7 separate regions of the Mus musculus genome follow, and all the other regions are linked to region 1. The links are chromatin contacts, called in public HiCAR-type, HiChIP or PLAC-seq and promoter capture Hi-C maps. All regions are on one chromosome and are shown on one strand. Each heading gives the region's core, a stretch centred on a gene start, on an enhancer-like site or on the middle of the called end of the contact. The rest is flanking DNA. Distances are from core to core; before and after follow the strand shown.

Evidence for each region. Promoter capture Hi-C pulls out the DNA fragments that hold promoters and counts their contacts. HiCAR-type assays count read pairs that join an accessible place to other places. HiChIP or PLAC-seq counts read pairs in DNA pulled down with a chosen protein or histone mark.
Region 2: a contact with region 1 is called in a HiCAR-type map of astrocytes, with 3 times the contacts expected there. The contact joins the promoter of Polr3h here to the promoter of Tspo in region 1.
Region 3: a contact with region 1 is called in an H3K27ac HiChIP or PLAC-seq map of bone marrow-derived dendritic cells, with 4 times the contacts expected there. The contact joins the promoter of Srebf2 here to the promoter of Tspo in region 1. A contact is called at or near these places in 7 of 39 promoter capture datasets (the 3T3-L1 cell line, the C10 cell line, erythroid cells and 4 more) and 4 of 115 datasets of contacts at active chromatin or transcription factors (astrocytes, bone marrow-derived dendritic cells, large pre-B cells and 1 more).
Region 4: a contact with region 1 is called in an H3K27ac HiChIP or PLAC-seq map of bone marrow-derived dendritic cells, with 5 times the contacts expected there. The contact joins the promoter of Nup50 here to the promoter of Tspo in region 1. A contact is called at or near these places in 3 of 39 promoter capture datasets (3T3-L1-derived adipocytes, erythroid cells and liver), 1 of 484 Hi-C or Micro-C datasets (B cells), 3 of 115 datasets of contacts at active chromatin or transcription factors (bone marrow-derived dendritic cells, embryonic stem cells and pancreatic cancer cells) and 1 of 9 other capture datasets (liver).
Region 5: a contact with region 1 is called in an H3K27ac HiChIP or PLAC-seq map of double positive thymocytes, with 5 times the contacts expected there. The contact joins the promoter of Naga here to the promoter of Tspo in region 1. A contact is called at or near these places in 5 of 39 promoter capture datasets (the 3T3-L1 cell line, the HPC-7 cell line, HPC-7-derived erythroid cells and 2 more), 3 of 484 Hi-C or Micro-C datasets (LSK cells, myeloid progenitors and peritoneal macrophages), 8 of 115 datasets of contacts at active chromatin or transcription factors (T-cell acute lymphoblastic leukemia, cardiomyocytes, double positive thymocytes and 5 more) and 4 of 9 other capture datasets (adipose tissue, embryonic stem cells, liver and 1 more).
Region 6: a promoter capture Hi-C map of hippocampal neurons shows a contact between it and region 1, with 4 times the contacts expected there. The contact joins the promoter of Cyp2d22 here to the promoter of Tspo in region 1. A contact is called at or near these places in 2 of 39 promoter capture datasets (hippocampal neurons and pre-B cells), 1 of 115 datasets of contacts at active chromatin or transcription factors (astrocytes) and 1 of 9 other capture datasets (adipose tissue).
Region 7: a contact with region 1 is called in a promoter capture Hi-C map of hippocampal neurons, with 4 times the contacts expected there. The contact joins the promoter of Prr5 here to the promoter of Tspo in region 1. A contact is called at or near these places in 2 of 39 promoter capture datasets (hippocampal neurons and liver) and 1 of 115 datasets of contacts at active chromatin or transcription factors (kidney).

Annotation. Positions count from the first base shown.
Region 1 is chr15:83,561,993-83,565,383 of GRCm38.p6, reverse strand. It overlaps Tspo (translocator protein), which reads right to left and starts at 1,811. Exons shown (of 4, transcript NM_009775.4): 1 at 1,740-1,811.
Region 2 is chr15:81,924,638-81,928,028 of GRCm38.p6, reverse strand. It overlaps Polr3h (polymerase (RNA) III (DNA directed) polypeptide H), which reads left to right and starts at 1,816. Exons shown (of 6, transcript NM_030229.4): 1 at 1,816-2,243. The coding sequence starts at 2,133.
Region 3 is chr15:82,145,626-82,149,016 of GRCm38.p6, reverse strand. Srebf2 (sterol regulatory element binding factor 2) reads right to left here and starts at 1,748. Exons shown (of 19, transcript NM_033218.1): 1 at 1,527-1,748. The coding sequence starts at 1,614.
Region 4 is chr15:84,921,841-84,925,231 of GRCm38.p6, reverse strand. Nup50 (nucleoporin 50) reads right to left here and starts at 1,804. Exons shown (of 8, transcript NM_016714.2): 1 at 1,582-1,804.
Region 5 is chr15:82,337,182-82,340,572 of GRCm38.p6, reverse strand. It overlaps Naga (N-acetyl galactosaminidase, alpha), which reads left to right and starts at 1,747. Exons shown (of 10, transcript NM_008669.4): 1 at 1,747-1,821; 2 at 2,259-2,335; 3 at 3,051-3,186. The coding sequence starts at 2,320. It also overlaps a transcript of Pheta2 not described here.
Region 6 is chr15:82,378,650-82,382,040 of GRCm38.p6, reverse strand. It overlaps Cyp2d22 (cytochrome P450, family 2, subfamily d, polypeptide 22), which reads left to right and starts at 1,781. Exons shown (of 10, transcript NM_019823.4): 1 at 1,781-1,963.
Region 7 is chr15:84,679,178-84,682,568 of GRCm38.p6, reverse strand. Prr5 (proline rich 5 (renal)) reads right to left here and starts at 1,571. Exons shown (of 8, transcript NM_146061.4): 1 at 1,250-1,571. The coding sequence starts at 1,386.

The sequences.
Region 1 (3,391 bases), core at 562-3,061:
ACTATCAGTTCAGGGACCACTCAGCTGCTTCCTCTAGGGGAGGAGGAGATGGCTACCTTTTCATTTCCAGAGAGCATCTTGGACAGAAGAATAAGGACTAGACAGAGGAGAGTATGGTAGTAGGCCTTCTCGATGGTCACCACCCCAGGGCCTCAGTAAAGGAGCCAAGCCTTACTCAAAGGCACTCACTCACTCAGTCAAACCTTCATGTACTCCCCACAGCAGCCACAGGGCAGGGGTCAGCCACCTCTCTTTGATCCACAGTCCCCAGAAAGGGTTTATTGCTAGTGTCACCTTCCAGGTAAAGAAACTGATATGGGGCTGGAGAGATGGCTCAGGGGTTAAGAGCACTGACTGCTCTTCCAGATGTCCTGAGTTCAAATCCCAGCAACCATACAGTGGCTCACAACCATCTGTAATGAGATCGGATGCCCTCTTCTGGTGTTTGAAGACAGCTACAGTGTACTTACATATAATAAATAAATAAATCTTTAAAAAAAAAAGAAGGAAAGAAAGGAAAGAAAGAAAGAAAGAAAGAAAGAAACTGATGGGGAAACTGTAGAACATTCCAGGTTGGTATCTCTACATCCACAATGACACTCGGCCACTCTCGGTCACCTTCCCTTGGGATACAATGCCCTGGGCAAGGATCAGGTCCACAGGCTGTCTCTCTTCTCAGTGTCTGATGGACACAGGCCAACAGCATCGCCCTCTCCATACTTAGCACCATCACTCCATAGAGCTTCGGGCCCCACCTCTTAGTAGGACAGCCAGAAAGGATGCCTGAGCCCTCCTTCTCCTAGGCTGCTATCTGTGAAGCTAGGTCAGAGCCAATGGGCCTGGGGTACCTGTTGCCCTGGGGCTTCCCTAGAGACTATGACCCAGAAACAGAAGGGAGCCGGCCACGCCCTCTTCCGTCCACTGCGTGAAGCTCCTCCCATCCTTGAGCTTTCCTTCCAGCAAAGCCGTTTCTGTCCCGAGGAATTTTAGGACTTTTTGTTTTTAACGAACTTGCAAATCCTCCTTATACCTTTTGCCAGCTTTTCTCATTCTGAAAGTAATCATCGCGCCAGCAACAGGTCAGTTAGGACCGGCAGGAACTGGTCACCATGAGGTCTGGGGTGTGGGGAAATGGCGTGGCGGAGTGGCAACTTTATCAAACAAAACTGGCTTTCAAGGCGCCGCTTGCACAACCCCCTAACAAGGGGAACACAAACAGAAGCCGAAAACTCCGATCAGAGAAAAGCTTAAAAAGCAAGCCTGCTGTCTGTCGGCCTCACCCCTCAGGTACCTACCACTATCAAGAGTTTCTAGACGCTGGCGGGTCTCAGCCCTGAGACGGCCAGGCACACACACGCAGTACCCAAGTTCACAAATCACTACGCAGGAGAAGCGTCCACACCACACATGCAGGCTTTGATCTCAAAGCAGGCTTAGGCAGCTGCCGCTCAAATCCTGGCTCCTGGGCTTTGCATAGTCTCGGTTTCCCACGGATCCCAGAACTCCTCTGCAGGGGAAGCAGGATTCCCAGCAGCCAGAGGCTATCTCCTCTTCCCGCCCAGCTGCCTCCAGCTGCAGCAGCCAACTCCTGCCTCACCGAGGTAGGCACAGGACATTGGCCGCTGTCCCCAAAGGCCAAACACCCTCAGCCTCAGCAGCACATCCTCGGGAGGAGTCCCTCCCGCTTGGACCTGGCCTCAGTTTCCCTTTTGGCTCCCCGCCGTCAGGGTCTCACGTACCCACAGCCCCGCTCACGCAGTCGCTGGTTGTTCCGTGAAGGACACTGCGCACAGAGGTTGGTAGCCGCTGACCCCGCCTCGCCCCGCCCCGCCCTGCGCCGCACCCGGAGGCACCCTGCCTTCCCAGGCCCGCCCTCAACCAGGCACCCCTCTTTTTTTCTCTCCTCATCGTGGGCCTGGACACAGAGGGGAGAGATGCATCGCAGACAGGCAGACAACGAATGCCACAGAGGTGGCACATGTTTGTATTTCACACCGAGACAGGAGGATGACAGTGAGCTCGCAGTCAGTCTGAGCTGCGTATTATATTCCCCCCCCCCCCCCCACTGTGCCTGGCTGAATTCTACCTATCATCTTATCCGTATTTTGTGTTTTTTGTTTGTTTGTTTATTTGTTTGTTTGTTTTAATGAGGGACTTGGGATATAGTTCCATTGTGGAGTACTTTCTGTGCACGCAAAGGCCCCTGAGTTTCAATCCCCAGCACTGCCCAAAATAAAGGAAAACAAAACTAACCGCTTTCTGCCTCTTGTGTTAGTAAGGCCCTAGGCGCTATGCCTGGCCACACCCACTTGCTGGCAGCCCTCAACCTCTTCCTGTGAGTCAATTAGAGTAGGCTGGCTGGGCAAGGAGCCCCACCAATCTGCCTGTTTCAACCTCCTGGGCCCTGGGATTATAACTGTGTACTACTATACCCAGGGTTTTAACACAGGTTCTGGAAATGAAACTCAGATCCTGGTGTCTGCAAGGTAAAGGTGAGCATGCGACCCACTAAGGTATCGTCCCAGTCCCGGGCTTCCTGTTCTTAACCAGCAGCACAGCAGCCGAAGGCGGTCTGATTGAGACATCTCTCAGCACACCTCTGCAGCCTTGCCAATCCCTGCGGCAACGGCTCTACATGCCTTGTACGTGCCTACAGCTTTTCAGTCTCTCTGCGCCCCTCTGGCGTACCCTTGTCTGCCTCCTGGATAGGTTTCACGTCCTATTGTGTATTTGCAAAGGATTGACTGTCACCGGGAAGGGGGAGAGGGAGCTGGGGGAGGGGATCTATGGTGGAAATTTAGTCCCCGTTGTGAAGAATCAAGAGGTGAAACCAAGTGGGACCAGGTGGACCTTGAGGTGACTATGTCCCAAGGATTCACGGTGTGGCCCCTATCCATTCACGATTCATTCAGGAATAGATCCATCGGTTATCCTGAGTGTAGGTCTGGTATCAAAGCCAGCCAGTGCAGGTTCTCGGATAGGGCCCCTCTTGTCAGATGAAGCCCTACATCCCTTGGATTCTGTAGAGAGTCTCCACCAGCAAGGAGGCTCTTGTGAGATGCAGCTTCTGACCTTGAACTTTACAACCCTGAGGACGGTAACTTGTACTCTATATAAATGGCCCAGTATGTCATTCAGTGATAGAAACAGAAAACTAACTGAAGCATCTTCCCTCTCAGTGGCTCATTTTGTCTAGGTTGGCTAGTCCTCCTAGAGCTCTTGCCAGAGTCCCTCTGTCCTTCAGATCCTTGGAAGTGGGTTGTGGTCCAGCGGCCTCATGCTGTGTGTTATGACATCAGTATGCAACTGTATACATCTCTGGCGCACTCGACTGTTGTTGCTACTACCTTCTTGCTACAGCCTGTGGATGTAAATTTGGGCTGCAAAGATT
Region 2 (3,391 bases), core at 567-3,066, 1.6 Mb after region 1:
CTAGGTTCCACAGTCCACTGGCCTGGCCCCTCTCCAGCTTCCCATGCAGTTAATATCTAAGCCCTCAGGCTGTGGTTTGGCTGTTTCTGTCTCTGAGCCTAAGCTGTCCAGCTTCTCAGCGCCTAGGACCTCCTCACACTGACCAGCGTTGCTGCCTCCTGCTGCCAGCCTGTACCTCCTCCTTTCCAGAAGGCCACATAATAACCGTTCACCCAGCTGATGTGTCACTGTGTGTCATTTCCAGGATTCCATTCCCAACACCCACATGGTGGCTCACAATTCAATGGTCCTGGGGATCAGAGGTTCTCTTCTGATTCTCTCTCTCTCTCTCTCTCTCTCTCTCTCTCTCTCTCTCACACACACACACACACACACACACACACAGATGCAGGCAAAACACTTCATATACATAGAAATGTAAAACAAGTTACTTACTGATATTATGAAGATCATTGCTAATCAATTCTTACCTCTCCTGTCAATTCCCTGAAATACTTTGTTTCTAGAAAGGCACACTGTTGTCTTACATGTGTTATGAGACTGGGTTTCTCTGTGTAGCCCTGTCTGTCCTGCAGCTTGCTTTGTAGACCAGGCTGGCCTCAAATTCGAATTCAGAGAGATCCTCCTGCCTCTGCATTCTAATTGTTTGGATGAAAGGTGTGTGCCATCAACGCCCAGCCCAAAATGCCTTATTTTTTTTCTCCTCATTTTTTTTTTGGGTGGGGGAGGGAGTGTGTTCTGTATAGCCTTGACTATCTTGTACTCTCTTGGTAGACCAGGTTTGTCTTAACTCTCAGAAATTTGACAGTCTCTGCCCCTCCCAACTGCTGGGATTAAAAGTGTGCAGCAAGAAAATTTTTCTATTTTGTTTTTTTGAGACAGGATTATTCTGTTCAGTCCTGGTTGTCCAGAAACTTGCTCTGTAGACTGGGCTGGCCTCAAACTCTGAGATCCGTTTGCCTCTGCCTCCCAAGTGCTAGGATTAAAGACGTGTGTCACCATCATTGTTAGGCACCCCCCTTTTTCTTTTTAGAAAGAGTCTCAAACAAACAAAAAGTCTTTTGTACCTCAGGCTAGACTTGAATTCACTATGTAGCTGATCTGTGTTTTTTGTTTTTTGTTTCTTTTTGGTTTTTCGAGACAGAGTTTTTCTGTGTAGCCCTGGCTGTCCTGGAACTCACTCTGTAGACCAAGCTGGCCTCGAATTCAGAAATTCGCCTGCCTCTGCCTCCCAAATGCTGGGATTAAAGGCGTGCGCCAGCACTGCCCGGCCACAGGATCTCATTTGGTAACTCAGGCTGGTCTTGAACTTGCAGTGATTGTCCAGCCTCACCCTCTCTTGCGCTGGTATTACAAGCGTGAGTCTGTTTCAGCTGTTTAAGCTTTGTGTGCTGAGCTTTGGTGAGCATATCCATCAAATGCACCACTTAAAATGACATCATCCAGGAAGGCCCGGCGACCCTTTTCTGCCCACTCTCTTGGGTACTTTGTCTGGAGTAAAGACTATTTTGAACGTGTTAAATTTGTATTTTCAAAGGGTCTATCTGGCTGTTGTGCAAAAGAAAGACAATCAGGCTTGAAGTGCAGACTTGTCGCCTAGCAACCAGACTCTCTCAGGGGCCCGGGGTTGGCTTGCTTCAGGATGGGGCCCCGCCCTTTCGGCACTCTACCCCGCCCCTCTTCTCTCACTTGCGGGAGAGTGCTGGCGGCCCCGCCCACCTTCCGGCCCCGCCCCTCACGGGAGCCTCGCGAAGCTCTGCGACCCGCAGGGGCGGGCAGATGCTTCTTATTGGTCAGTTTTCCGGAAGCTGAGTTGATTTGGTTTGGCAAGCGCAGCGTTGCTGGACGCGCGTGGCTCCCGCGCGTGGTGCGGACGGAACGAGGCCAGGGTGGCATCCGGGGACGGGGAGCCGGCGCTCCTCCAAGGCTGGCGGGAGCGGGCCTCAGTTTCCTCCGGGAGACGAGCGTAGCTTCCAGAATTGGAGCCCAGGCCCTCCCGCGCAGCTCGGCTGCAGGTTTGGCTTGTCAGAGGCTGAGAAGGGACGGAGGAGGCTCGGGTCCCCCCCACCCCATCACAGCTCGCAGGCCCCCGTGCTTGGCAGCCTCTCCGGTCTCCAGAGCCCTAGCGCAGGATGTTCGTGCTGGTGGAGATGGTGGACACCGTGCGCATACCCCCGTGGCAGTTTGAGCGGAAACTCAACGATTCCATTGCTGAGGAGCTGAACAAGAAATTGGCCAACAAGGTACTGGGCCCTCGGGCTGCCCGGCAGTGTCCCTACCGGTCCCACTGCTAGTCTGGCTATCGCCTGGTTCACCCTTGGCCTTGCACACTTAACTTCATGTCGGGGTTTTTTTCCTTCGCATCCTTATAAACCAGACTTGGGTGACAACGTGTACACAAGGGAGTAAATGGGCCGGGCGAGGTAGTGCACACCCGTAATCCGAGCTTCTTGGCTATTGAGGCTTTTTGACGATCCTGTGTTCGAGGCCAGCGTGGGCAATATAGTTAGCCCTTGACTCAGACAAATTAAAAGCACCGAAGCTGCTGGCGGTAGCGCATGCCTTTAATCCCATAACTCAGGAGGCAGAAGCAGGCGGATTTCTGTGAATTCGAGGCCAGCCTGGTCTACAGAGGGAGTGCTAGAACAGCCAAGGCTACAACGGAGAAACCCTGCCTCAAAAGAAACAAAAAGCATCAGGATGCTGAACAGTGCTTGAATTTGCTTGACATTCGCGGAGTCACTGGTTCGGTTCTCAGGATTGCCAGAAAACAAAACGGAGAGAGCGTGTGTACAAAATGGGTTTGTAAAACAGAAACTGGAATATGCCTGTTTCCTCGTTCAATTACTGTGTTGTCTTGGCCAAGTCACCCTCTCTGGGCCTCGGTTTGTGTTATCTGTGTTGCCCACAGTGTGAGAGTAGAGGTGAGAGGATAAGCGTGCGGGTCTCTAGAATTGAACTCAGCTTTCAGCTTTAGAGGGAGGCAGCTGTACCGGCTGAGCCAGCTCAGTAGCCCCTTTCTTGTATTCATTTGGTTACTGTGTTTCCCTTTCTATGACTACAGGGGCCTTCTCGGACTTTCACTCTCTCCAATGGGAGACACAGGCTCTGCCCTTGTAGCCTAGTGAGAAGAAGTTGGCTTGAGAATGTCTTGTTGTAATGAGCTGGGGTAAATGCCATGAAGGACAGGCATTCACAGAGTGGGGAACAGGGGAGTGTCACCCGGGATGAAAGAGATGGGTGACTTCTGAGGAAACAGCCATTGCTCTGAGAGCTGATGGTGGGAAGACACCAAGTAATGCCTCGGACAGGCCTTTCTGTGAACTTTTCACTTTGGGACTGTGTCCAGGCTTTTGGGCCTGTCAAGCGGGTCACTACTGGAATGGATGTA
Region 3 (3,391 bases), core at 499-2,998, 1.4 Mb after region 1:
AGCGCTGGGCTTCAGTCCCAACAACGGTGAGGGGAGATGGCCAGTCTGACATCCATCTTTATCTGACAGGGCTGTGATAAGTATTGGGAACCTGTGTGAGTGCTTAACACTTTTATCTTGTACCTGGGTGCTCAAAACACTTTAGCCACTCCCACGTTCCAAGGAGTAACCCCTCCCATTCGTTAACCTATCTTAGTGTTTAGCGATCCTTGGTGGAAGAATCTGTGGTTAAAAGTGGAACTTCCAATACACGGGCTTGTCACACTGTCTGGATGACCAAAATGAGAAGTAAGGGCGAACCCTAAGGGAAAAATGCTACAAAATGCTACAAAAGCAAAACAGGCACCTGGCCAACACCTTCTTTAAACAACTGTTGTCACTCCTTTCTCCACGAGAGAACCTTCTACCTGCTTCTTCGCCTGCGAAGCGAGGATGTGGCCATCACATCTGCCTGCAAGGTTCTAGATTCTAGGTGTAGTAACATTCCATAAACTGAGTCACTGCCTAGGAGTTCTGGACTCTCTAAAGTAAGTGACCTTAAACGACACCTCCGGCAAAACTGAGCGATACCCAATTCAGCGGGATTGAATAAATGAACTAACGCAAAGTATTTGGGACTGAGAACTTCAGAAGAGCCCTGACTACTGAGAATGACTTAATTACTAGCCTATTTTTCTTAAAGGTGGAGTGGAAAGAAACTAATAGTGGCTCAGAAACAGAAAGAACTGGGCTTTGTTAACCAGCATGATGACCGCGGGCAAGTCTGGGACCCTCTCCAAACCTTCCTTCCCGTGGCTGAAAAGTGAGAGAATTTTAAGAGAGGTTCCCTGGGCTCCTACCAGTTCTTCCACTTCGCTGTTAAGGCCGCCGAAACAAAGGCCACCAGCTCCCTAGTCTGTACCCGAGGGGCCACAACTCAAAATTCTTGCTGCTCAACTCCCTTTGCAGTGCGACAGCAGGAGCGCCCGGGTCTCCATCCAAGGCCGCCGCACTCTGCGGTCTCTGTCCACTCCATCAGTAACTTGCTTTTTGCAGCTGTTGCCCAAAGTTTTCCAGAGCGCCCGCAGACCCGGCTGTCAGTCAATCCCGAAAAGAGCGGGGGCGTGGGGGAGCCGAGCCCGGGAGCGCAGTCCGGGAAATCCCGAAGCCGCTCCAGTGGCCAGGCAGGGAGTGACAGGTGCGACGCGGGACGCCGGCGAAGACCGGACAAACCAGAGCGCGTGTGGGCGCGCGAGGGAGGCAGCCGCCTCGCTTTCTCCTCTGGCGGCACTCGCGACGCCCCCAGCCCCGCTTCGGGCCCCGCGGCGCCCACGACTCCTCAGCCACCGGGAGCCCTGCGTCACGACCCGGGCTCAGACTCTGGAGCCAGAAGAACTGGGAACCTCCCGGGCAGCCCGGCCCCCGCGGGTTCCTTCCCGCGCACGCCGGGGCGATCGCGGGGTGGGCGCACGCGCACCCGCGAGCGCCGCCGTAACCCCTTCCTCCCCGCGCGCCCCCCGCACTCCCACCCAGCCGCCGCCACTCACCGTCGATGTCCCCGAGAGTCAGCTCATCGCCCAGCTCCGTGAGGGTCTCCATGGTCTCCAGAACGCCCAGCTCGCTGCTCTCATCCATCGCCCAGCTTGGCGCAGAGTCCCCCGTGAGGTCCAGCTCAGGGAGACGCGGAGGCGGTACCGCCGCCACCGCCCATGACACCCGACAGCCCCCACCTGGTACCGCCTCACCGCCCCGTGCCAACCGCCGCCATGTTTGAGCTGCGCCCCGACTCCACGGAAGGGGCGGGGCAGAATTCCCCCGCCCCGGGCCGCGCCCACTGCAGCCCCGCCCCGAGCCTCCGCACCCCCAAGTTTGTTGTCAATGGGACCAGGCTTGCATTAGCCAATCGGCGCGCGAAGCGGCTCATGGGGTGATGGTGCGTCATCGATCAGCAGCTCAGATTTGCATAGCGGGACTCCGCCCCTCACGGCATCCAAGCGCCAGCGGAGAGTAGCCGCCGGGTCCTCGTCCCAGCCTTCTTCTGGCTTAAAGGAGCCGCTACTTTTCCGTTGGATCAGCTCCAGGAGCAACTTTGTCGAGAGCCCGGAAATAGAAGGGTTAACGCACCGCTGTCCGGCGCTACCTTCTACCACCGCCCCCTTTACTCTAGGAGCACATTACGTCATCTCCCCAGTTGCCTCTTCCCTCCCCCTAGCTCTGGGTAGAATCATAGTACCCTAACATTCTGGGATAGGCTATCCAGACCCTAAGTCACACTTATCCCATCCGAGACTTAACAGGGTCTTGAGATCACCTGAGTATTGTGAACATTTTACAACTGGCCCTCAATTTTGGGAAACCTCGATCATTCTAAGGCCTTCAGACAAGGTCATTTGTTCAATGGTCTCTCCAGGTGAGGCCCCACTCCTGCAGTCACCTCACTGCATCATCTTACAGGTAGTCGGTCACACTGCACACAAAGGTGCACGCTTCCAAGAACTTATCCGAAGAAACAAAAAGATTAGTGTTCCGAGGAATGCTATTAAGTACATGTATTCAAAGACATTCATCACAAAGTTCTCTAACGGGAAAACAGTAACACAGTAAGGCATCAGGTACATAAATTACCTCCAAACAGTAGAATATCAGGGCATCGTTAAAAAAAAGAAATGCTGGAATGGACATCTGAGAAAGGACCTAAGTGTATACTGAGAGGAAGAAGGTTTTCATGGCATACATAGGAAGAGCTTCTTGTGAGTCTGAGGCAGTTGTTCTTAGGGGGTCAGAGCTGAAGGCTCTGTGGGGAGACCTGCATATCCAATAAGCCACTTCCTGCTCCTGGGCTGGCTAAGCAACTGTTTGCTGATAAGCCTGGTTTGTCATCTTTAAAACAGCACAAGACCACAGTTGTCATTGTCACATTTATTTGATTTCCGTGGCAAGCAAACAGCTCTTAACTTCTGGGATGAAGTGTTCCAGCAGGCTCTGAGGGGGAAAGGGTCTCCAGTGAAGGTATTGCAGCTCTGAGAGGGAAAAAGATCCTGGCAATCAGGCGCCTGGGAATACCCACAAAGTCACATCACAACAAGTCTCACAGGAGAGATTTACTGGGAGAGGCGCCTCTGCTGGGGGACAAGAAATAGCAAAGAACTGAGCAAGAGACAGGGTTTCTAGGTGGGGTTGGGGAAGCTGTCCAGAGTGGCCTGAATTTTTTTTGTGTGTGTGAAACCTTGCCTCAAAAAAACAAAACAAAATCAAATCACTAAACAACAAAAACAAAACAAAACACACACACACACACACACAAGACAGACTAGCCAAGGAAAAGTAAAGATAAGATGAGACTAACAAGGGGCTGGATATCACGACTCTGGCCTGGGGCCAGCAAGATGGTTCAGTGCGGTGCTTTTGGCTA
Region 4 (3,391 bases), core at 555-3,054, 1.4 Mb before region 1:
AAATTAATCTTATCAGAAATAGCGTTCTTTACAGAACTGTTCACAGGTGAGGTCTCTGGATCCCTAGGGAAATTTTTCTAATCATTACCTAACATCACCACCAGAGGGCAAAAGAGGTAAGCAGTGACCCTGCTAGATTTACTGTTTTAAGATGTGGACAAAAGGAATAGTGGGAAACGCATTTAAACTGTCTAGCTCAGACTTGAAACTAAAGAGTACCTGACAGACTAAAACAAACGAATGCTGCCGCTGCCATTTCACACTTTACTCAGATGAGTCAGAGGCCAGGAATTCTAGTTTTGTTTCCTGATGACTCTAAAATGTCCCAAACCTACCTGGCTCATAGATCTGTTGTTGATTCAGTGGTCCGAGGCATTACTTATTTGAGAAAATACAAGATGCTATTGCTAGCTTCCAGGACAAGCTGAGCGAGCCTGGGCAATCGGGTTTGGCGAATGATTATCTGTGGGACAGAGGGACTGCTATGAAAACTAAGATGGCATAGCTTAGAAGAGTGCCTCAAACAGAGGAAGTGTCCTGTCAAAATAGTAACAAAAATAACCCCTATTTTTACTCCAAAACTCAAAAGCTGTAGAGGGAAAAGTAACTACTACTATAGGCTAAACTTTTAAAACACATTTCACCAACCCGGGTGATGGTAGAGGGAGGCTGAAGCAGGATGACAGTTTGAGGCCAGTCTAAGCCATAGAACAAGTTCAAGGCCAACATAGGAGATACATACTTTTTTTTTTAAAGCACCAAATACCTACTTATTTCACATTCCATAGTTAAACACAACTCTGCAAATTATCTGGAACAAGGCCTGGCACTTGAGACTTATCTGCCAGCTATTATTGTTGTTATTAAAGCTTTTCTGTTTTATTTTTCTTTTAAAGCGGTGGGGACAGGATCCAGGGTCTCGTACGTACTAGATAAGCTTCTACCAATATGTTACCGGGGAAATTTAATCCCTGTAATAAATGACTTACAACAGCTGCCCGGAAGACTTTGCCAAATGTCTGCGTTTGTGGGTAAAATGGCTCCACGAAATGCTTTTAAGATATGAAGCTAGGAAGTTGCCGGGGGACGGGGTGTGTGTGTGTGTTGACAGGGGATGGTGATGGTGTGTGTGTGTGTGTGTGTGTGTGTGTGTGAATTATTCACGATCGGGCCGCTTCCTGCGGTGTGCGCACCCGCACAACTCTGCGGTCAAGAGATGACTTTCACAGGAAAACACCAGGAGCCGATCGAGGTCACTATAACGCCCCGGAAAAGCCCAAACCTCAAAAGTGGCCCTGGACGAACCCGGGTGACCAACGGCCTGGAAACTCGGTGAGGGCACCGGGGGACCGAACAGCCGGGGAGACGACATGTAAGGGGCGAAGGCCAGCCAGGGTTGGGCCAGGGCGGCCCTGCCACCGCCGCCTACCTCCGCTGGGGCCGAGGCCCGCGCTCAGCCGAGCCTTCCACTGCCAGGCGGCTCGCCCGGCAGGCCCGGCCCGGTCCGGCTTCACAAACAGCCCGCCGCGTCGCCAAGGCGGCCGCCGCCCCGCCCTCCTGGCCTGCCCGGCCCTCACCTACCTTGACTGCCGCCGCCGATCACGCTGGAGTCCCGGCGCCGCGGCGAGCAGGGCCGAGGCGGCGGTCGCGGCCGCTGGGAGATTCCGGTGCGTCGAGCGCCTCCGGGAACTTCGTGATCAGCAGAACTCGGGAGCCGTGTGTCTCTGAGTCCGACACTGAGGACAAGAAGAGACATCCGCTCAGCCCGAAGCTGCTACAGAACGGTGAAGAGAGCGCCCGGGGCCGCCATCTTGTAACTCGAATGGACGCCTCCGAACCAATCGGAGGGAAAAGAGAGGGGGAGGGGGAAGAGGCAAGCGACGCCCGCATCCAGCTACTGCGCATGCGCGTCGGAGCCTCCGCCGCCGGCCCCTTCTCCTGAGGGCCACTTGGGTCGCGCGGCGCATGCGCAAGCCCGCCCTAGAAACAGTCGCCGGGAGGACCATTGGAGCTCGCGCGTGCGCACAGGGAGCGCGGGCAGCGGGCCGGGAGCCAAAGCCACTGTCAAACGCGGGTTAAGCACGTTGGTCACGTGTCGGCCGCCGTCCCAGTTTGAGGAGGTTCGCGCGCCAATCGCTGCCGAGACACTAGCGGGAGGCGTTGTGGTCAGTGACTTTGGAGGCCTCCGATGGTGTGGTGGGTGGCTGAGGAGACTGGCCGTGGATCTGGGGGGAGCACGAGGCGGGTGCAACGTGATTCTCACGTGGACGGGCCTTGGGGAGGGTGGATCTCAGTCTGCGGAGACTTGGAAGCTTGTGGTAGCTCTTCCCGACATGGGGCTGGAGAGCCCTGCGGGACGGACTCTAAAGGTCACCTGCCCCAATTGCTGCTTTATGATAGATGTCCACAGATTTCCTCGTTGGGAGCTGTAAATTTGCCCCAAGCTGCAGGACCAGCTAGGGCCCACAGGAGATGAAGTCCCCGGAGGGATTCAGCTGCGGGACGAACCGTATGCGTCCTGGACCAGGACTCGTGTTTTGTGTGCTTTTAGCTGACTACAGCACTCTAAAGCGGTTCAGTTGTTTAAGAAGGGATTCCGGTTGGTCTAATTCTTCTGCTTGAGTTTTAACGAGAATGTGAACCAGAATGTCAGACCCATCCTTAACCATCCGGAAACGGGTCTCAGAGAAACTAGCATTTCTAGAGCAATAGTTCCAAACTTTTGAGAGAGGACAAAGGGGGTTCCAAGGGAGAAGTCAAGTCCCTTATTTTCAGGGTGTTTCATCCATCGATCTGCAAGAACTGCAAAAGGAGACTAGCTGGCACGGTGGTAGAGTACTTGGCTAGCACGAGGAAAGCCCTAAATTCAGTTCCCCCAGATCCAGCAGAGTGAAAGAGAAAAAGCCAGATCGCATTTAATGCACACATTTGTTCTTGATTCAACTGACTGCCAATGAAGTGTCTTCTGAAAATTTGTGTTAAATACATGCAAGGTATTTTTCTTGTCATTCTCTACACATTTCAGCTATGTCGTTAACGTCATATTTAGTGCTATAAGTACTCCAGAGATAATTTAAGTATCTGAAGTCAGTCAGGTCATGGGCATTTTCAACTAAAGTCACAGTTACTGGAAGGCTGAGGCAAGAGGATCAGCCCAGGCCAGCCAGAGTAACAAGAAGATCCTCATTAATACAGACCAGACCCACAATCACAGCTATTCAGACAGTTGAGGCAGGAGAATCAAAACTTTAAGGCCTATTCTGGGCCACAGATAAAATTCAAATCTATGTTGAGCGTGCCTGAGCAACTTAGACCCTCTCCCAAAAATAAATAAAAATACAAAACTGGCTGGTCATAGTGGTGCTCATTTTAATCCCAGTACTTGATTAAA
Region 5 (3,391 bases), core at 498-2,997, 1.2 Mb after region 1:
TGAATGCAACTGTGTTCAAATGCCTGCCTGCCTGCCCACGGGCTTTGTGGATTCCCACCTCAACCCTTGCTTTGCAGTTCCTGAAGCCCAGCCGGCCCTCCCCTCTCACCCTACCCCCACTTAGAGCTCCTTGACATTTAGGTCTCAGCTGTCCGCTCTGAGGTCTCCTCCCTGACCTCACAATGTAAACAAGCATACCCTACATTTTGCTGGATGTTTTAAGGGGGGAGTGTGGTGGTTGGTGGCTGCAATGTTCACTAACTTTTCTTCAACTAGTAGTATCCACTAGAGTAAATGTGTTACAAGGTGAAGGTCGCGGGAGGGTGGGTAAGGGGAGAATACAGCATGAGTTTCCTGAGGAGGGAGGGGAGAGCTTGCCGTTTTTAAATAGAAGAATGGGCAGAGTAGACCTCACTTGGACATATAATTAAGGGAAATGAGGGTGTCGGCTATGCCCATATCTAGAAGTGCATTCTAAGCAGAAGGCACAGCTGGTTCAAAGGCTGTGTTTGAGGGGCCACAAGGAGGGCAATGAGGAAGATGACGGCAGGGAATAGGGTCAAAAGGTAGAGGGTGGGGTTTAGAAACACCATTTCCCCAAACTAAGAGAGTAGCCATCACACAGACTTCAGAGAGACAAGACCAGGGCTGGGTTGGGTTCGTTTTTTTAGGTTAAGTGTGTGCCCGATTATCTGCCTGTATGTGCACCATGTGAATGCCTGGTGGCCTCAGAGTTCAGAAGAGGGCATCAGATCCCCTGGCATGTGAGTCTGGAGACGGACCCTCGTGCTCTGCCAGAGCACTAAGTGCTCTTAACCACTGAGCCATCTTACCAGCCCACAGAGCTGAGTTTTCAGGTTTGCCTTGGCTGCCTTGGAGAAGTAAGGTGGACAAAGGAGGCCCTTGAGGGCTGTCTCCGAATCATCCAGGCAATATGTAATGAGGCCAGCGTTACTGGGTGGGATGAGAGGTGGAATTTAAAGGCAGGAATCAATTTTTGGACAATTGCATGTAAAGGCTGAGAGAAAAGATTGGCAGAGAAGTCGGTTTGCCATTACCTGATAGGAGGAAAATGGCACAGATTCGGAGAGGGGACAGCTATGATCATCATCGGTGTAAAGGCATCCAGAAATAGTGGTTGGCACCTAGCCTGTGTTTAACATATGAATAAGTAATGAATAAATACATTTGGGGAGTGGGTGGGCGAACAACCCCTTGGGTGTCAGGTGGAGGGGGCAGCCTCCTGACCTTTCGAGAGCTGAAACCCCACCCAGCCTCTTTCACTACCGTTTTCGAGTGGTTAAGAGCAAGGTTTCAGGTGGATTTCTGAGTTCGAGGCCAACCTCGTCTAGAGAATGAGTTCCAGGACACAGAGAAACCCTGTCTCGAAGAAACAAAACAAAATAAAACAAACAAACAAACAAACAAACAAACAAAAAAAGAGCAAGGTATCGCCCTCTGTAGGAATTCACTGCACAGCTACTTACTGAGCACGGGCAGTGCGGGCCACCACCCCCGCCCTCTGGGGCGGAGGACGGAGGACTCCAACCAGACCCGAGGCACAGCGGCGCGCGCACAGGGCGCCCAAGCCGACTTCCCACGGGAGCGCGCCTCGGGAACGCGCAGAACGCGAGCTTAGATGGGCGGAGCTTTTGGAGGCTGGGAGCTGGGGCATAGAGGGAGGGCACGGCGTTGCTAGGGGATTCTGATTGGTTGCTCAAGAAGGGTTGTCCCGTGACATTCCGCCTCCCGGGTCGCTATAGGTACAAGCGGCCGCCACGGGGGCTTTCACGGCTTACCGCGGACTGAGCGAGCGCGAGGGTAAGAATCAAGGGGGACCCTGGGCCTGCGATGTTTAAGAACCGAGAATCTGAACCCACACGGGGACCTGGAACCGGACATGGCCTATAGCCTTCCTTCTTCCTGGTATTCCTAGAACCAGTCACAACCGCTCTTGGGCAAAGTGTCCTAGACTATTTGTAGTTCTAAAAGAAGAGCTTAGATTCCGGGAAGTAAAGGGTAGGGAAGGAGTGTGTGAGGGTAGTGAAAGCGACTTGGGACCAAATGTGGAATCCGTAACTTTTATTTTCGGAGATAGGGTCTCTCTACCTAGTAGCCCTGGCTGGCCTGAAACTGGCTATGTGGACCAGGCTGGCCCAGAACTCAGAGATCCTCCTGCTTCTACCTCCTGAGTGCTGAGATTAAAGGTGGGTCCCACTATGCCCGGTGGGATACATAACATCTGTTATCTTCCACAGTTCAGCATATAAAGCTGCTAAGAGCAGATTCGAGTGGGTCCTGAGATTTGACTCCAAGGCAATGTTGCAGAAGACAGGTACCCTCACCTACTCAGGTGGCTTTGCAGGGGAGGACTGTGGCGAGGAAGCCCCAGCCCTCCTCTTTCTTGATGGGGGTATGTGGGGAGAAGTGTGCCTCTCCTTGGAGCTGGGCCAGGAAAATCAAGGAGATGCCCCACACCTCAGAATCGTTTCCCCTCCAAAGAGGCCACTTCCTTTTTCAGCCCTGCTCCAGTGTATAGGTCCTATCTTACCCGATCCTGGCGGGCTGTAGCAGCCCTGTCATGTGGGTGTGGTAATTTATATATAAGGAAGCTGAAAGCCAAGAGGAAGGGGCTTGTGTAGGTGAGCAGCTGGGTACAAGTCCACCCTGACCAACCCCTTTAGGCCCTTCTGAGGCTTTCTGAGGTGGAGAGCAAAAACTCCAAGGCCTCAGAAACCCAGAGTCCACAATGAACTGTCATTTCTGTGTAGGGAGGGAGGGAAGAGGGCATCTGGTCTCATGTATATCAAGGACATGACTTCAGGGGTCCGTTCCATTGATTCCCAGTCTGTAGCAACAGCTTTTTGAATACATTACTTTGCCCCATGTACCCCCCCCCCCAGACTGCACTCACAGGCTGAGGCAACTCTAACCCTACTGGCCTGTACCTGGGGAGGGCTGAAGGGCTGGAGGGGTTGAGGTGATGACTGGGGTTGGGGGGTGGGGTGCTGTAGGAACCATTTACAAGTCACCATCCACCTCCCCCTCAGTGCTCTTACTGGCCCTGGTGGCTCAGGTACTGATGCTGGAGAATGGGCTACTGCGGACTCCACCCATGGGCTGGCTGGCCTGGGAACGCTTCCGCTGTAACATCGACTGTGTGGAGGACCCGAAGAACTGCATCAGGTGAGTAAGATCTGCTTACCCAGGGCAACAAAATGGGGTCAGTGGGTCAGTGGGTGAAAGACACTCATCAGCAAAAATTTTAAAAAAATTTTTTTAAATAGAAAAATGCAGAGTCAGAATGAATGTATCTGACACCTAGCCCCATGACCTGCTTGGGGCCTCAGTAGGTGTACTTGGCCTCTGAGGTAACTGAAAGAAGATAAAA
Region 6 (3,391 bases), core at 532-3,031, 1.2 Mb after region 1:
GGGAAGAGATTTTTGAAGAGTGAAAATAGGAGACAGTTGAAAGTGAATTGGGCTAGCAGACTGAGAAGACAGTTGGTGACAGTTGAGCCAGGAGAAGCTGAGCTGAGAGCCAGAGAACATATTGTGAGGAGACAGATAAAAGAACTCACAAAGTATTGGTAAGAATATAAAGGAAAAAATAGGAAGCAAAAAGCAACATTTACAAAAATACGCTACAATCCCCTGTGGTGCCTGCTTCAGCTTCTGCCATGACTGTCCTATGATGGACTGTGACCTAGAAGTGTAAGCTGAAACCAATCCTTCCCCCCCCCCAAGTCACTGTTGATCCAAGTGTTCATGTCACAGCTATACATCGCCTCTTCTGTTTCCTTTTTATTTCTGCATTCCTTTCCTCTTCCCCTCCCCTCCCCTTGCCCTTCTTGTGTAAGTGGTATCTTAGTGTTCCTCTTTGACCCTCCTTTCATCTCTGTTTTATTATTTTTTTTTATTTGTTTTATTTTTTTTTATTTTATTTGATTCCCATTATTTACTTTGGGGATTAAATCAGCATCTTTTAAAACTTATTGTTAGGGTGTGTACATGGAGTTGGGGGAGATGCCATCTAGAGAGGTCAAAGGACAACATCTGGGATTCCGTTCTCATCTCCCTCCTTGTTAAGGCAGGGTCTCCCTTGCTGTTACTGCCACATTACATATCCCAGGATAGCTGACCAGTGAGCTGCCAGGCATAAAACAACACCTTAAACTTACAAAAACCTTATTTGAATAACAAGTTACCTTCTGTAGTATACAGACACAGGACATCTCGTCTAGTCTCTCACCCTTCCCCGCTATACTATCTTTGCCACAGATAGCATGTTTATATGTTTTGTACTCATGAAGACAGACTTGTAACTGGTGTTCTATGCATCGGTTTTCAGGCATACAGACAAAAAGAAAGGCCTTACAACCCGAAGCACGCTAGCACTTTTACCGCGTTGTTACTGCGCCCTGTGCTCATTTCTTCTATGGCTGTGAGTTAACTGGCTAGCATCACTTCGTTTCAGCATGGAGAACTCCCTCTACTGCGCCCTGTATGCTAAGTCCACTGACACCAATGACCTTCTACATTTATCTGGAAATGACCTGCTTACTACTTAATTCCCGAAGGACATTTCTTTATTCTTAACAAAGAACATGTGGATGATGTTCTTCAGGATGTGCGTGTGTTATCCTGTGTGTGGTCTTCCGGTCTCTGTGGTCACTGATGAAAAATTAACTCTTAATCTCAGCATGATCCCCGTGTGTGTAAAGGGTGAATGAATGACTGCTTTTTACATTCTCACTGCAGTTCCCTCTGTCTTCAGTGTCCACAAGAACCATCTGTCGCTCACTGTGGTCCCTAATCCCTCTGGGAGCACAAGCTAAGTCCCAGGGGGCTCTCTGGGTGCTGGGGGAGATAGCAAGGTTTTGACCTTGGACCTGTCAGGGCTGAAGCCTCCTACTCAGAGCCCCGCCTCCTCGTTGCAGTGCCTCCTCCCAGGAAGGCCCCCCCTCCTCCTCCTCCTCCTCCTCCTCCTCCTCCTCCTCCTCCTCCTCCTCCTCCTCCTCCTCCTCCTCCTCCTCAAATCGGTCTCACCTCCCGGGAGTGGATCCGCCTCCTCAGAGTGTCCCCCTCATGCTCAGAGTGGAAGCCTCCTCCCCAGAATGTATCATCCTCCTCAGAGTTGCTCCGCCTCCTTCCCCTCCTCCCCCGCCTCCTCTTCTCCCCCCCCCCCCAACCCCATTCCTCTCCCGCCTCCTCCTCTTCCTCCTCCCCGTCAGAACGTGCCCTCCTCTTCAGAGTTGCTGCTCCTCACAACTCCCCCTCCACCTCAGAGTGAATCCTCCTGAGTTGCCCTTTTTCCTCGAGCTCCTACTCCTCCTGTTCCTGCGAGGCTCCAGACACCTCTTGCCTCTCCTCGGCTGAGTTTCAGAACGCACCGGTAAAGGCAAGGGTTGCAGGGTTGCGGGTCTGCCCATTCGCTGTACAAGGGGTGCGAGGCGGGCCCCCACCCCAACCCCTGCGCTGGGGCTACCTTGGCACTGGAGCGTAGCAGTCCCTCCCCCTGGGCGGGGCTGGAGTGGGCAGAGGGGAACCTCCAAGGGCCTCCGAGTAAACTGTTTTCCATTGTCCCAAGCTGAGGCTAAGATGCTAGAACCTCCTAGAGTCTGATAGAGGGCAGGTTTTGAAGGGCTCATCCCCTAAGACACAGAGCCTGGGAACCCGCCTGTAGCCAGGCCGCAGGGCTGAGAATCTCTGTCCTATAGTAAGCAGAGTGGAGCCTGACCCTGGACCTTTGCATAACCTGCCCTTTGGCGTGCATTCTAGCCTTATCAGGGACAGGCGGTACCTAAGCAAACCAGACCTCTCTCCGAAGACCTCTCTTTTTGCCCTTTGGGGCTCAGCGAAGGTGGGGAAAAGAGGGTGGGGACGGTGAGTGGACCCTGGACCTCACAAACTCTGCTGCACCCCCTGGAACTGGGATGTTGTTGTCAGTGATTGGCTTAGAGGATCCACCCCCATTTAATTAGGAAAAAAAATCTACACTGAGCTGGGCACAAAATCCCAGCACATGGGAAGCAGGAGCAGGAGGATCTCTGTGAGTTTCTATGACAGTCTGGTCTACATGTCTACATAGTGAGTTCCAAAACAGCCAAAGCTACATAGTGAGACTCTGTCTCAAAACAGGAAGGAAGGAAGGAAGGAAGGAAGGAAGGAAGGAAGGAAGGAAGGATAGAAAAAAAGGGAGTGAAATTCCTTGTATGTTCAGTGTAGAAATTCCCTTTTTTTTTCTATCACCAACTAGAATGTACAGTTAATACCTTGTACTCTATCATGGCTGTCCCTACCCAGCAGCCCACCCAGTTCTTGTGGGTGTCAGGGCAGCAGCAGACACTGGAGTATTCTCTCTGTAAACAGCCAAGCATTCCTCGCACCAAGTGTCCTACAGTTCTTGCCTATGTTAACTAACAGACTATTCTAGAGATTTGCTTTCCTTCCCAGCTGTTGGTTTCGTGGGTTTAAACCAGATTCCATACCGTAGCTCAGGCTGGCCTTGAACTTGATGCAATCCTGCTGCTTACAAGTAAACTACCGTGTGTATTTAGCCCTGAAGTTTTGAAAGTGTTACTGCCCACCCACCCCCCAGCTCTGAGGGTGTGAAGGGTCGGAGGTTTTTCCTGCAGGGACTGTCTGAAGGAGCTAGAAAGAGTTGCCTTGGGGCTCCCAAGGAGAACAGCAGAGCAGCTGAACTAAAGGTTTTGGAGTAATTCTTAATGGAACACAATGTTTCAAGAGAAAGTGAATGGAATGTTTTCCAAGTGTTGACAGTGACTAAAGTGGGTCACCAGCTTCTGTGCTCTGTGTTAGG
Region 7 (3,391 bases), core at 322-2,821, 1.1 Mb before region 1:
CTCACAGCCATGACTGGTGGCACGTGGCGCCATCAAAGCCCTCTGAGCCAGAGGCCCCCAGATGGGGTGAAAGGGTCCCCACAAAATTGCTTCTAGTAACTTCCGAGACACTACTCTCTGAATGTTCCTAGACTTGAGTTCTGAGTTACAGGGTAGACCTACTGTGTGCCAGAACTCATGCTCACAGCCTGATTACACATCTTCACATTTACTCCAACAACAGTCACTCACCCATATTATTAATAAAGAAACTGAGGACCAGAAGTGGAAAACCAACTGCCTAGGGCCACACAACAGAGGAGTGGAGTTGAAATCTGAGCCAAAAGTCAGCATGGCTCCACTAAACCCTGGCCAGAGACAAGGAAGGGGACGAAGAGAGTGGTTGAGCAGTTCTGGGGAAAAGGAGTCTTCCTTCTCTCACAGTTCTGCTCCCAGCCCAATGAGGAGACCGGTGTAGGCCCAGCAGAGAGGGAAACTAAGGTAGGTAGTCTCAGCTCTCAGGCAGGCTGCAGCTTAGTGGAGGAACTTAGGGTCCCTGCTGGCAGCCGGGTGCCCCCCCCCCCCGATTGCTCTCAGACTAGATGAACAGAAGACATGTGTCCAAGTGACAGCCGTGTCCCTAGTGGCAGACCACAGAGGGTGAAGAACCTGGCAGGATTTCTCTGCCAGGTGGAGGGGTGGAGTGGAGAGCCAGCATCCACAAACCTCCCTCAATCCGTGTTTTACTTTGGATGGAAATACTTTTTTTTTTTTTTAATTTTTCCTTAAGGGCCAAGAGGAGACCCACCGGGGAACTATGGCTAAAAGAACTATCTGTGACTGGTTGAGAACACAGCTGGGGGAGGGGCTTCCCACGCCCGGCTGGTCCTGGATGGGCCTCCGGAAGGGTCCGGTAAGGAATGTCTGGCAGCTGGCGCACCCCCGCGGACAGCTGGGAGGCCCGGGGTCCAACTCAGGGAAAGCCACCGCCCACCCCGCGCCGAGGGCCCGACACGCATACAGGAAGTGCAGCGGCGCCCCGCCGGGGGCCCGCGAGGTTCAAGTGCGCCCCTGCGAAGTGGGGGCTCAGAGGCCTCCTGCTCCCCGGCCGCCCACCCACCCACCCACCCCCGGGGAGCGATCGTGGGCTCTAGCCGCTGACACGTTGCACTCACTTCCCTCCCCGCGCACGGCCCGGCGGCGGGGCGAGCTGCGCGCAAAGTGGCGCGGTGCGGTCTCCGGCCACGCCGCTCCGGGCTGCGCGCCTTACCTGTTCCAGGTGGCGTTGGCGCAGGCCCGGCGCTGCTGCGTGCCCCGCTCGTCCGTACCCGCCGCGCCCGGCTCCCTCTTGCCCAGGTCACTGAGGCTGGGCGAACTCATGAACTTCAACCTGCGGAGAGTCCTCATGCTCACCCCGGCCCACACGCGCCCCCGCGTCCCCTACGACGATAGTCGGCGGCTAGCAGCAAGCCCGGCGACCCCGTGGGGTCCCGCCCGGGTCCTGCGCCCCCGCCCGGGGCAGCACTCCCAGCGCGGGGCCCTGTGAACCATGGCTCGCGGCGGCTCAGCGTGGAGCGCTCGGAGCGCAAAAGCAGGCCGGGGGCGGGGCCTCCAGCCTGGGCGGGGCCATAGTGGGCGTGGTCTCCTGTTGGGAGGGCGGGGCCGGCGTCTTGGAGCCCTCTGCGGCCAAAGGGCCAGCTCAAGGGGCTGGCTCCTTTGCTCTCAGCCACCTCCCTTCTTCCCTTCGGAAGCCACCACACAGGAGCCACAGAGCAGTTCAATCCCAACTGTCCACCCGGCACCCAACCAACCCTGTGGTCACACACACACCATGCACAGGGACTCATAGGCTCCCATTAACGTCTCTTGAACTCACTCCCTCTCCAGACACCCATCCCAGGAGGAAAGGCTGTGCCCACAGAGATCTATCCAGACCCCTTCACGTGGACACAGGCTCCGCCCACTGCGGATCAAAGCTTTCTGCCGGGTGCCTCAGCCATCAGCCCCACCCCACCTGAGTTTAGCATGACCAGGCTGTCCTAGAGCCTTTTCTCGGGGGAGGGGCCAGGGACTAGGGTCCTCTCAGGCCGGTACCTTGGATGATTGACTGGCCAGAGGGGTTGTTGCACCGAGAGTTGAAGGAATGGAGGACAGTGGCACCCCCTGAATCCCAGATCCCCTTGTATGGTAGAAGTCAGAGTGTCTCCTCAATCCTGGTGACTTAGGCACAAGGCAAAATGATCCTAGGACAGGACAGCCCTGGGGCATTGAGGCAAATTTGAATTCTACCTGCTGGGAATGTTGTGGGGGCACCCAGGGCAAAATAATCTCTCCCGGGTTCTGCCACCAGAACATGGCAGGCTGGACCAAGGCTCACGAACACACAGTGCCCCTGACACCCCAGCTCCTGACACACAGCCTCCTTCAAGCAAGATCTGGGAGTCCCACTCGTTTTGCCTGCCACTTCCAAGCACAGCCCCAGGTGACTTGCAGGAGAGTAGAGTCATGGTTCAACTCCCACCATCAGCATTTCCTAACCAGCCACTGTGTACTGGACACCCCCACATGCCTGTCTTAGGAGGCAAGGATCAAACAGACAACTCCTTGTTCGCAAGAACTCTCACAGAGCCGAAGGCCACTCAACCTATTGTGAAATGGCAGCCAGGGCAGGGAAGGGCTGGGCTGCTCCTACCTCCTTCATTCAGTCAATGGCCCCAGTGAGGACCTGACTTGGGGGTCAACAGCAGATGAATTTTCCAGTCTCCAAACAACAGGCACCAGCTTTCTGAACCAAGTCAAGGAACCCAGGTCTGGGAGGATGCGGCATTCAGGTGGGGGTGTAGAAACTGCTCACTCAGGTGTACAGTGGTGGTCAGCATGGCTGGGGGGAGGGGAGGGGAGGGGAGCGGAGGGGAGGGGAGGGCTGTCATTGCTCCATAGCACTAGCCTTGTGGCTAGTCCTATGTCCCGGGTGGGTGCTCTCCATCCCTGGAGCAGCTGTAAGCTTTGGGTGAGTCACTTCTCAAAGGCTTCAGTTTCCTGTGTTTTGGAAAGTGAAGGCCACACATCCATGGTCTCTCTCTATCCTTCCAGACCCTGGGGTTTTACATCCTGTATCAAGTATGTCCAGTCTCTGCCTACAAACTCTATGTGCGTCAGGATAGGTATGAATGCCGGCCAACGTAAAATCACAACCCTAACCCTCAGGCTGAACTGCTCTCTCAGAGGATACAAGTTTGGTTCTCAGCACTAGCATGTGGCAATTCACAAACTACCTGTAACTCCAGCTCTGTGAATCCAGCACCCTCTTCTGGCCTTTTTGGGGCACTGCATGCAAGTACACAAACCCACACTCAGGCACACATTCTCATACACATAATCAAAATTTTAAAATAAAAAAGATCGGATACAT